3 separate regions of the Mus musculus genome follow, and regions 1 and 3 are each linked to region 2. The links are chromatin contacts, called in public Hi-C maps. All regions are on one chromosome and are shown on one strand. Each heading gives the region's core, a stretch centred on a gene start, on an enhancer-like site or on the middle of the called end of the contact. The rest is flanking DNA. Distances are from core to core; before and after follow the strand shown. Region 1 overlaps Fam185a (family with sequence similarity 185, member A). Region 2 overlaps Gm42222 (a long non-coding RNA gene). Region 3 overlaps Fbxl13 (F-box and leucine-rich repeat protein 13).

What was found. A called contact is a pair of places that touch in the nucleus more often than the background predicts.
Region 1: a contact with region 2 is called in a Hi-C map of muscle stem cells, with 2.7 times the contacts expected there. The contact joins two enhancer-like sites. A contact is called at or near these places in 3 of 484 Hi-C or Micro-C datasets (the C2C12 cell line and muscle stem cells).
Region 3: a contact with region 2 is called in a Hi-C map of muscle stem cells, with 2.5 times the contacts expected there. The contact joins two enhancer-like sites. A contact is called at or near these places in 3 of 484 Hi-C or Micro-C datasets (the C2C12 cell line and muscle stem cells) and 1 of 115 datasets of contacts at active chromatin or transcription factors (pancreatic cancer cells).

Annotation. Positions count from the first base shown.
Region 1 is chr5:21,480,257-21,483,883 of GRCm38.p6, reverse strand. Fam185a (family with sequence similarity 185, member A) reads right to left here. Exons shown (of 8, transcript NM_177869.4): 8 at 1,760-3,552. The coding sequence ends at 3,440. Fbxl13 (F-box and leucine-rich repeat protein 13) reads left to right here. Exons shown (of 21, transcript NM_001199632.1): 21 at 1-37. Among named protein-coding and RNA genes, the nearest start is that of Fam185a, 57 kb to the right of the region's middle. Within about 2 kb of position 1,278, at least 24 of the 459 cell types and tissues checked have an H3K27ac peak or open chromatin away from gene starts, as enhancers often do. A contact at or near this core is called in the C2C12 cell line and muscle stem cells, where this site is marked.
Region 2 is chr5:21,142,595-21,146,163 of GRCm38.p6, reverse strand. Gm42222 (a long non-coding RNA gene) reads right to left here. Exons shown (of 3, transcript XR_880865.1): 3 at 1,203-1,702. Among named protein-coding and RNA genes, the nearest start is that of Gm42222, 6.3 kb to the right of the region's middle. Within about 2 kb of position 1,478, at least 113 of the 459 cell types and tissues checked have an H3K27ac peak or open chromatin away from gene starts, as enhancers often do. A contact at or near this core is called in the C2C12 cell line, muscle stem cells and pancreatic cancer cells, where this site is marked.
Region 3 is chr5:21,497,412-21,501,398 of GRCm38.p6, reverse strand. It overlaps Fbxl13 (F-box and leucine-rich repeat protein 13), which reads left to right. Exons shown (of 21, transcript NM_001199632.1): 18 at 836-919. Among named protein-coding and RNA genes, the nearest start is that of Lrrc17, 44 kb to the left of the region's middle. Within about 2 kb of position 2,703, at least 39 of the 459 cell types and tissues checked have an H3K27ac peak or open chromatin away from gene starts, as enhancers often do. A contact at or near this core is called in the C2C12 cell line, muscle stem cells and pancreatic cancer cells, where this site is marked.

The sequences.
Region 1 (3,627 bases), core at 29-2,528, 340 kb before region 2:
TTGCTGGTTCTCAATAACAATGTCAAAAAGCAGTGCACATCTGCCCTTTTTATTTCATTTGCAAATGTCACCTTTATATAAATTAAGACTGCAAAGGTAACCTTATCAAGTTACCTTTTAAGATCTACTTACTTAATGTATGTGCGCGTGCACATATAGTGTGTGTGCAGGAGCCCACAAAAGCCAGACGAGGGTATTGGATGACCTGGAACCGATATTAAAGATGACTGTGAGCAGATGTGTGAACCTGGGTCCTAAAAGCCGGTAAGGACTTTTAACCACTAAGCCACCTCTCCAGCTCTAAACAAACTAATAGTTGAGGTGAACGGATCTGACCCCCGGTTACAATGTAGGAAACAGCTCCACGGCTTTTGATTTTTAAGAAGTAGAAACTGCTCTCCAGACAGGACTAGAAAGCATGGGAATTGGCAACATCTGGAGCCGCGGTGCTAACTGGGAGGGCCTGTGAAGCTTTAGTATAAATGACAGAAACATACGATTTTAAAGGCAAAAAGCAGCTTTCTTGTAATTTCCAGACATCTGACAATAAAGGAGAGCTAAAAGACAGCTCTAGATTCAACACTCAACAGAAGCCAGGAAAGAGAAACAAGAACAATGTGACCAGAAAGGAGGGGCACTCCTGGGACACCTTAGCTTCTTATCACTGGGACAACACAGGGATTTTAACTATGAAATGTCAAAAAGACACAAACCAGACACCTTTCAATCTTCTACGAAGAACTGGCCTTTAATTTCATGATTAAAAACTAATTTAATATGTTTTCTATCAAGGGCTTTCCCATTAGGGTCTGATGCTGACACAGCAGCTTTCCAGCTGCCACCACACACATTGTGACAGGGCAATGGCAGGAAGTCTCTCGCTCAGTTCCTCAGCTACTTACCTCTTAAATGACTCTAACTTCTTTGACTACAAATCGAAAATAAAGTTAAAACGTTTAAAGGATATTAAGAAGTTCTTTAGAAGCCTCTACGCCACACAATTGGGTATTGTTATCAGGTAAATGCTTTTAAACAATTTTCCTCCTCTTTGTAATCAGTGGCAGAAAGGCTTCTGGGAGTGGACAGCTCGTGAGTCTGTTAAACAGCAAGTTTGAAGAGCTGTGCCAAGGACCTAAGCTGACTATGGTCGGAGTGTGACTTCTAACTAAATTTGGAGATTTGTGGCAGCTGCATGAAAGTTGGCTTCAGAAGTCTGACCCCCGAGTGTTTCGTGTGCACAGCTAGGGAGACATAAAAGAGGCAGCTGGCTTTAAAGGAGTCCCATCTGCACAGGAGAAAAGGCCAAGGCCAAACAAACCCTGCTATACCGGGGAGACACTCAGCAGGTGGCTTCATGGTCAAAGCTTGTTTCAAACTTTTAATGTCTTTTGAAAACCAAGAATGAGAGGCCTGTTCATCACCCCGAGGAGATAAACTCTGGACCGAAGCAATGGAAGGGAAGGGAAGGGAAGGGAAGGGAAGGGGTTGCAATCAGGAAAACCAACTATGCAAGGAGGTGTAATCATAAACAATATGAGCTGAATTCTAACTCATGATCTTTTGGGTTATTTTGGCTACTTTTATCAACTTTATTTCTAGTCATGAAAATATTTTTCTAGTTGCCTGAGTGAAAAAATATTATAAAAACTGCCTTAGTGCCTTGCTGCTTCCTTTGCTTAACACACACACCACACAAACTATCCTGGCACGTGAGACATTCAGGCTTATATAAATTCTGATGGGACAGTGACAAACCAAGCAAGGGTGACTTTTTATTTCATAAATAAGAAATTAGAAAGTATATACAGAAATGGAATATTAATAAAAAGGAGACTCATATTTAGAAAAGTTTATTTAATATCACTGATTTATCTAAATCAAAATACACAACCCAACCAACTGATCTACTCAATACAGCATAGTTTTTAATGTTACAGTTGACATTTCTAAAGAAATGGAATCCATGAAGTGACTCTCTAAAGCACACCGCTGTCAAAGTGCCCTGCACTTTCATAGTCAGCCGACAGAACAGCAGCTCTTTCCCACAGGGAGGTCCATCCTAACCCACAGAAGACCAACTAAAACCCGGCAGCATCGCTTTCCCCACATAAGGGTTTATTCACAAGTTGGAGGCAGTGATGACTCAGGAGGGACATAGTAAGAGGGAAGTCTTTCCCATGGGAATTCCGATACCAGGAATCCTGAGCTGACTCCAATGGCTGCCACGTTTTCATAACCATTTCTAGTGGGAGTGGTGTACATACCTAGGATATTCTCATAATCATGTTAAATAACTTGGCCAACCAAGCAGAGATTGTTCCAGCTTATAAGAAAGTCAGACATTCAGGGCATGAGAGAAGGACTCTGTTTTGCCTGAAGAGGGGCTGCACTAGGAAGGTGAGCATGTGGTTGTCTTTAGAAGACGAGGTGACCATTAGCTGAAGCCAGTAAGAAATTACATCATCCAGGTATAAGGAAGCCGATTTTCCCTATAACTCTTGGCAGAGTTCTCCCCGCAGCTCCTAGATAGCATCCTCAGCCTGGACAACACTTTTATCCCGGCCATGTGATACACTAAGCGGAACCCCAGCATAAGCATCTACATAGACTCCGGTGAGGGAACGCTATCTGAAGTTATTAAATCTGGGGTAGCACTGTTCTCTTGCCCCCATCCAAGGTTCTGCATTTTATTTCTTCGGTGAAGAAGCGTGAGGAAATCTGCCATTGCATTTGGGCTGCGAGGCATTCCTTTGCCAGTACGCGCATGCTGGGTGTTCACCGTCCGTTAGTCACTCAGTAGTTACCGAGGCCATCAAACTGTCACAGTAGCACACAGTACCAGGGTTCAAGAAGCCTTAGCTTAGTAATGGCGCTAAAGCACAACCACAGTGTCATGTCTGACATCACTAATTAGGTCTGGCAAAGAGAAGCCACAGAGTGCTTTAGGAAAAAGGTAAACGTTCTCAACTTAGTAAGCAAAAATTAAAAATAAAAATCATCTGCTGAAGCTGCTAGGCCCTACAGTCAGGGTGGACACACTGTTTGTGAACTTGTAAAGAAGAAAAAGAAAGGCATCTAGTTTTGATATTGGGACTAAACTGGTAAGGGCTTTGGCCAGAGTAAATAACTGCTTAGTTGTATAGAAAAAGCATTTGGCTGTCATATGTGTTTATATTAAAAGCAAAAACCCCACAGTGTACAGCGTTGATACTGTTTGTGGTTTCAGGTATCACTGGAGGTCCTAAGACATATCTTGGGGACTTTTATAATCTGGAACAGAACAACAGACAATGAATAGCGGAATTACATACACATTTTGCAGAAGCGCCTGAAACCATTCACCAGAACTCACGGGCAACGCTGTTGTTTTTTATGTTTCTATGAACACTGGCGTCTGCTTGTTAGTCCACGTCCAAAATCCAATGCACTGAAACCGCGCTCAGTCCGGCAGCTTCAGGGACTGAAACCAGCTCTGATGCTGGAAGCTTACAGTGCCTTTGGGGGCAATGGCATTTATCCATCTCTCGTGTTTGCTTGCTTGATTCATGAGTCCTGAAATACAAAATTGCACCAAGTTCAGTTTACCAGCCAAGAACAATATTGAACTCACTGATCTTACTAGTGTAT
Region 2 (3,569 bases), core at 229-2,728:
GACATTGGTTCTAGGGATCAGATTCCTGTCTCCACCACTTTACCAATTAAGCTACCTCCCAGCCCCTAAAATTGTATTTTTAAATCTTTAAAGAATTTCAAAATTTAAAAGAAAAAATATCTATCATTTTTCACCACACACACACATACACATACCACTTAAATGTTCAATGTTAATAACTCAGGGAAACAGAATGCCCATATATATTGCTGTGTATAAAAACAAAATTGGGATTGCCTTTCTAGAAGGTAGTTAAATTTCCCTTTGACCAAATGTACTGGCCGATTTTGTGTGTGGACTTGACACAGGCTGGAGTTATCACAGAGAAAGGAGCTTCAGTTGAGGAAATGCCTCCATGAGATCCAGCTGTGGAGCATTTTCTCAATTAGTGATTAAGCGGGGAGGGCCCCTTGTGGGTGGGACCATCTCTGGGCTGGTAGTCTTGGTTCTATAAGAGAGCGGGCTGAGCAAGCCAGAGGAAGCAAGCCAGTAAAGAACATCCCTCCAGGGCCTCTGCATCAGCTCCTGCTTCCTGACCTGCTTGAGTTCCAGTCCTGACTTCCTTTGATGATCAACAGCAATGTAGAAGGTGTAAGCTGAATAAACCCTTTCCTACCCAACTGCTTCTTGGTCATGATGTTTGCACAGGAATAGAAACCCTGACTAAGACACCAAACATCCCACCCACTTTTGGGCCTTCAGTGTAAGGAAGTAAGTCATGGATGTTAGGACTCAGTATAAAAGGGAACAGATAAGAATGAAGCATCATGACACATGGGTGAGACTGGCATGATGAAGCCATGACTTCATATGCTAGCCTAAAACTTAAAATGTTTATGCACTAGGATATCCTTAGTGTTTAACAATAGGGAGTCGGTTGGGTAGACCATGAATCACCCTTTGAACACTATACAACTTACCTGAATATTTAACAACACAGAAATGCTCATTAAATTTTGTCACATGAAAAAAGAAGTTATAAAAGAATATGTAGACCAATCAACACTCCTAAGAATGAGGCCAGAGTGGAGGGGTTTGAGCTTCAGAGGCACCACTGACAACTGTGTAGCCTTGGTTGGATAACCTAGTCTTCCCATAGCTCAGTTTGATCATCCATAAAATGGGGCTAATACCAGTCTCTGTTTCACAGGGTTGTTGTAAAAATGACAAGCTAAATCACAGACAGCATTCAGACAAGCACAAGCCACATGGAAAGGATTATTGTAAGAGCACACTATTGTTGACAGCTTAGTTTCTGTTGCCAATAAATTAAGTTGACTTTTAAGCTAATTCAAGAAGCAGAGGTGGGAAGGAGAATCATCCAGGCAAGAGTCACACCCTTGCATTCCACAGGGCTGCTCCCATGAAGTCACCAGCCCAGCTGCCAAAGGCTGACCCCGTGGCTCACACTGCGAAGTCCTTGGATGCAGGACATTGCATACTGCCTCAGAACAGCTGTCTTTCTCTCAACTGGAAACCGGATGCAGCTGCCATAGCTGCTGCCCAGGCCACAGTGGACTCTGCGTCATCCGTCATCCCTGCTGCTCTGAGTCAACAGCTCAGGAATCAAAGTCCAGAGAGGATGCATCTGCTCGGCTGTACCAAGTCCTTAGCCCCCCTCGTAGGAGCAGTCACGTAAAAACAGCATCACATAGTGAAAAAGGTACGGAAGTCCAGCAAACTCAGGGAGCAAGTCTGCAAACTGAACAACAATAACAAAAAAGATATAAAGAATCCCTTCATGGTTTAAAAATATAATCATAACTTGGACAGAGAAAGAAAACCAAAAGGCTATATATGCATCACAATGTTAATAATCAATCTGAGTTAATCATGACGACTGATTTGACTTTTTATTTTTTATTATTATTGTATATGTGTGCACATGTATGTATGATGTGTGTTTGTGAGTGTAGGCTCACCTATACTACAGCAGGTCTGGGAACTGAACCCATGTTCTTGGGAATGTTTACCCACTGACCCATATTTTAAATTCTTTTTGTGACTAGTTGAATTTTCTATGACCTAGAAAAGGTCTTTTCTTTAAAAATAAATAAATAAATAAATAAATAAATAAATAAACCTGGACAATGTCAGGTCTGTATTCTGAAACAGAATTGACTCTTTAGCGGTGAAACAGAAGACTAGACTCAGATGAGCACTGCTAGCCCAGAACAGGCCCAGTGGACCAGCACCACCAGCTGATTCACAGTGTGCTAAAATACGGGATCTCAGAGGAAAAAAGGAAGGTGACTTCTCTAGGAGACTAAGAAACAGACTTGACAGTGTGAAGACGCATTATGTAACATTTCATGACTATAAGCCTTGAAATGCTTCCAGACTTAGAAGAAGGCAAGATCATTAGCAGAAATAGATAGCTGGAACAGGATCCAGTTTTAAGGGGGAAAAAAGATAAATCTGGCTTTAAGCAATGAGGTTTAAGATCTTGAAAGGTGGCTCAGCCCAGAAAAACAAAACTTAGACCAACAATAAATGTCAATGCTGGACTTGTAAGTTGGAGAGAAATCCAAGGCCACGAAATAATGGGAGCCATAAAAGTAGACGAGATTGTGCACAGACGAAGATGAGCCAAGACAGGAAACCGAAGCAGGATGCCCCGTCGTAACACCTGTGTGGAGACTGGGGAGGAAGAGAAGCCAGAGACTCGGCAGAGCAAACGCTTGAGGAAAGAGAAAAAAAGGATATTCGTTTTACATTAAAACAACAGTCCTCATCAGCAGACAATTCAAAAGTTTCCGAATTTTTCCTGTAATGTTTTGATGAACAATTTGCTGTTTGTGAAGAGTTGCAAATGCACAAGGGCCACAGCTTATCTATGTTTTATTCATTCATTCATTCATTCATTCATTCAACAAACATTGCCTTAGCACTTACTTTGAGACAAGTACTCTCTTGTGTGTTGAGGGTGGAACAGTCAAAAGCTCTTGCCCTCCTGGGAACTACATTCCATATTCTAGAGGGGAGGCGTATGGTAGGTAAGTATGTTAGATGGTGGCGAATATCGGAGCCCAGGTAAGGATGGGTGAGCGCTAAAGGTCGCAGCAGGAAGGCTCACCGAGATGATCAGATCCAAAAAAGAGAGGAAGCCACTCTTGCAGAGAGATTAGGAAAGAACACCCCACGACAAGACCCTGAGATGGTGGGGGTCCTGCCATGCTTAGGAAGGCTGGGGTGGCTCCCCAGGGGAGGAGGGGACGCAGCTGAGAAGGAAAGGTCCTCAGAGGATTTTGAGTAAGTGATGTTTTCTAACTTGAACTCTAATGCCATGAGTGCTACTGTTCAGAACGTTCTAAGGTGCAGCATAACGACATAAGCCTTTACATCTAAGCACACAGGAGGCAGAGGGAGGCCGGCTGGTTCTGGTTTCTGCTAGTTTGAGGCCAACCTGGTCTACATAGTCAGGCCTACATTGTGAGACCCTGTTTCAAAAAAAAAAAAAAAAAAAGGAAAAGAAAAAGGAATATCCTAAGAAGAACAGGACAGGAGGCTATTGCCACTACCTGGTAAAAAGTAAGAATGACTTGGAGCAAGCACCTGTGTTTGCTATG
Region 3 (3,987 bases), core at 1,454-3,953, 350 kb before region 2:
GGCTGTGTCTTAGCAGAGAAGCTGCCGATGCCTGAGGTCCCGGGTTCATCCTCAGCACAAGCTAGCATGCAGGTGTGTGCACACAGGTACACACACATGTGCACACACACACACACACACACACACACACACACACACACACACACACAGGTGGGTGGCATCTGTAACCCAGTTTATCAATTCATCAGTGTTTATCAGAAGGTTTTGCCAGTCAGTTCTTGGGGAAACTGCCTAGACTCAGCATAGCACAGTCTGTGCACAGCAACAGAAGGGCTCGGCGATGCAATCTGCTATTTCATCTTTAAACCTGGAAAGAAAGTAGGCTATTGGTGGTTGCTTATGCCTCTAGATCTTTTAATAAAGATCTGTTTCCTTTCTCTTTCAGAAATTAAGCTTATGAAATGAACTAAAGATTTTGAGGGGCTTTGTTGTTGTGATTGTTAGGAATGAATAAGAACCTACTGACAAATTCCCTAGCTGTATAAAGTGCTTTCAAGTGAAGTCAGATCACTTGGTTCGAATAGCATTTATCTGAACACTGATAGAAACAAGTGATGTCTTAGGAGTTTTCTAGCTCTGGAACTCTGTAGCATTTTTTAACCAAAGTATTAGAGACAACTGAAATTTTTATTTAATGGTTTAGTCGTAACTAAGACTAATAATTTTCTTACCAAAGTAAGCCCACAGTTTGTTAGATACAAAGAGGTGGGACCCACAATGTACCTTTATTTAGCCTTTATCAATGATCACTCTTCTATGTTATTAGTTTGTAAAAATGGCTCTTGGCTACATCCCATACTAAATTGTACTTACAAAATGATCTTTATATTTTCAGGGCATGACCATACTTTCCAGACACAGAAAACTGAGGGAAGTTTCTGTGTCTGACTGTGTCAACATCACTGACTTTGGAATTCGGGTAAGATGAATAGGGTTTTCTGCCGAAGGGTTAAGATTAAAAATTAAGCTCCAATTGAATAAACATTATAAGTCCCAATAGAAAAGGGCAACAGGAGCTGACTCACACACGGGACGGGGACTCACGCACAGTCAACTCCGGTCGTCATGGTTTGAAGCTAAAACGTTGCTCACTCAGCCCTTAAAAGGCTATGAAGCCTTTAGGAGGTGCAGCCTGGGTGGCAAAGTAGACAGCTTCACCAGCTCTGGAAGGCTAGAGCTAGCCCTGGGTCTGGCCTGTCTCTGCTCCATGTGAGAAAAGAGCTCTCTGCCATGCCGTGGCCACGAGGACTGCTGCCATACTTTCCCCACCACCATGGACTGATGTTTCTCTGAAACCATGGCCAGCACTGGCCAGCCTCCCTTGGCGGCTTTTGTTGGGTGTTTTTATTCACTGGAACACAAAGGTGGCTAGTGTGTTCCACTGGTTCTCAGCAAGGCCTCTGTAGCCTGAGGTGGCAAGGAAGCTTTGTGGCCTCATTTCTTCCCCATCTACTCTCTCCTGTCTCTGTGTAAAACTCATAGGGTACATAGATGCATTTACTTGGAGAGTGAGGAACGTCTATGTGGCTCAGAGTCCTTGCAAATTGTGAAAATATTCTATAAGAGAGAATATTAAAATATATAATCTAACCATGAAAACTGTGGGAGTTTAGACACTATACAGATATCTAGCAGTTTGGAGGTCGAGTTATGTAAACATAGTTTGTAATGTATGTCGATGGAATGGACAGCATGAAGTAAGTGATGGAGTAAGATGGATTGCTCTGTGCTGGAAGAGTTCATGCGAAGGGGAAGGGTCCCTAGGCGTGGCCCGAGAAACATGCAGCCCTTGCACACTCCACATAAGCCAAGGAAATGTTTTAGCATCTTAAGCATCTAAATGAGTGTGTGTGGGGAGGAGACAGACAAAGACAGGCAGAGAGCAAGAGAGCAAGAACATGCACATGCAAGAGAGAGAGAGAGAGAGAGAGAGAGACAGACAGACAGACAGACAGACAGAACACTACCCAAAAGTGTGTGTTGTGCATTGGACAAGGAAGAAATGAAAATTACGCATGAGAAACTGTTAACCCATTGGAAGCATCGCATAAAAATGTGTTGGGAGCTAAAAGATTCCCAAACTAGGAAAGCATTAGGCTAAGTAGGAAGAAAGGGAACCACTGAAGGGAAGAAAGGCGCGACACTTTCTTACAGGGAATAAAAAGCTAATTGCTCAAGCGATGGGTACCACAAGCGTTAGCTGAGAAGTCTGCGGAGTGTGGGAATGTTTCTGAGCAGGACAAACCGGATGACGCTTTCCATGATGACTCGAGCAGTGCTGGAGTACGGCACAGACTGAAGAGCTGCATCGGTCAGCCCATGCTGAGACCTTAGCATAGCATGTCTGGGGCTGACGGAAGCTCAGGGACAGCTGAAGCACTCTTCTGATTTTACAGCTGAGAGAACTAATGGCTGAGAGGTTACAACTGATAATAAAAGGGATCACAAATGCTTAGGTACATGGAACTTGCTATGAAAAGAAGCCAAAAGATTCCTATAAGTAAAAGTTGTAGTTTAATTGAAAAGTGAAACAAGTATCACACAGGGCCTTATCCAGTAGCCTTATCCAGTCAGGCTTTCAAAAAAAAAAAAATTGAAAAGGTGGCAGATCAAAGATTTAAAATACAAAGCAGTTAAGCATCATTGCAAATAAATGTGTCATTAAGATGACTCAGTATTGGGCTGGAGCGATGGCTCAGTCTTTAAAGGCTAGGCTCACAACCAAAAATATGAGATGATTCAGTATTGATGTGGCATTATACTGTTATTAATGTCTTACATTGTTTTTGACAAGTCTTGATGCCGAGTCAGTCCACACAGACACACAGACACACCTGCCTGTTAATAATTTTTGTATGTATTTATGAGATACAGTACCATATTTTACAATGTTTATATACAGTATGAATCCATCTACTTAACTACCCACTTAAACACTCATTTATCCATTCATCCATGGGCCAGGAGTAAGATTTGTATCATGCAGTGCATTGCAGAACCCAAACAACAATGGAAGACTTGACCCACATGCCAGGAGTGCTCTGTTAGGGAAGCAGACTCAGTGACACGACTCTAGTCTGCTTGAGAGAAAAGACTGTTTATTTGAGCTAGTAGCTAGTAGTCAGTTCAGTTGTGGGCAGTTATAAATGTTAGATAAGTATTTACCGAATGAATGAAGACCAAAGTAAAAGTTAAGAATCTTGCCATTCTAGTCTTGAGTTACATTTCTTAGAGAGGAGGCAGTTGTGTTTGACCGGTGAGTGAATCTTTCAGAAGTTTTCTAGTGAAAACTATGCTATGATATTAGCCTCTAAATATTCATCACGTTAAAAATGCTTCTTGGAATAAGGCTGAGGCTAAGAATCAGAAAACTCACTTTCTGCCATTTGCTTTTGATCTTCTGGGCTCCAGGCACTGCCCCCCCCCCCCACTCTTCTATAGTGCCTAAATTTATACTGTTTTTAGGTGCTGGAGAGTCTAAGCAAAAGTATGCACTTTTGTTAACTCTTATTATCATAAGCAAAATTCTGGCATGTTTTTTAAAAATTTAAACTTTCCAAATTGCTCTCTATTTTCACTGATCTAAAGACATCTTTTTAAAAGAATTATTTCATTATTAGTTGCACAAGACCAGATGTTCTATTCAGAAAAAATTTTCTGTCTCATCATCTCTCCATTTATTCCTCCTCCCTGTTCTTGGTGTGTGAGTGTGAGTATGAGTGTGTGTGTGTGTGTTGGCTTTTGAACAGTCCAAGTATCTACCTTGTTCAACCACTGCCCTCTTCTCGCAGATTGGCCTCTAACTATCCTGTTTCGTACATGCATGTCTGGAGTTTAAGAAGGGTTTATTCATGGACCCTGAACAGCAAACGTGAATCATGTCCATGTGTCTCATTCCTTATCTTCAAAACTATTCACTAACTTTTAAGTAGTCCTAAAATATTGTTTATGCAAGATTCTCATCAATAATATTTTTATCCATTGATA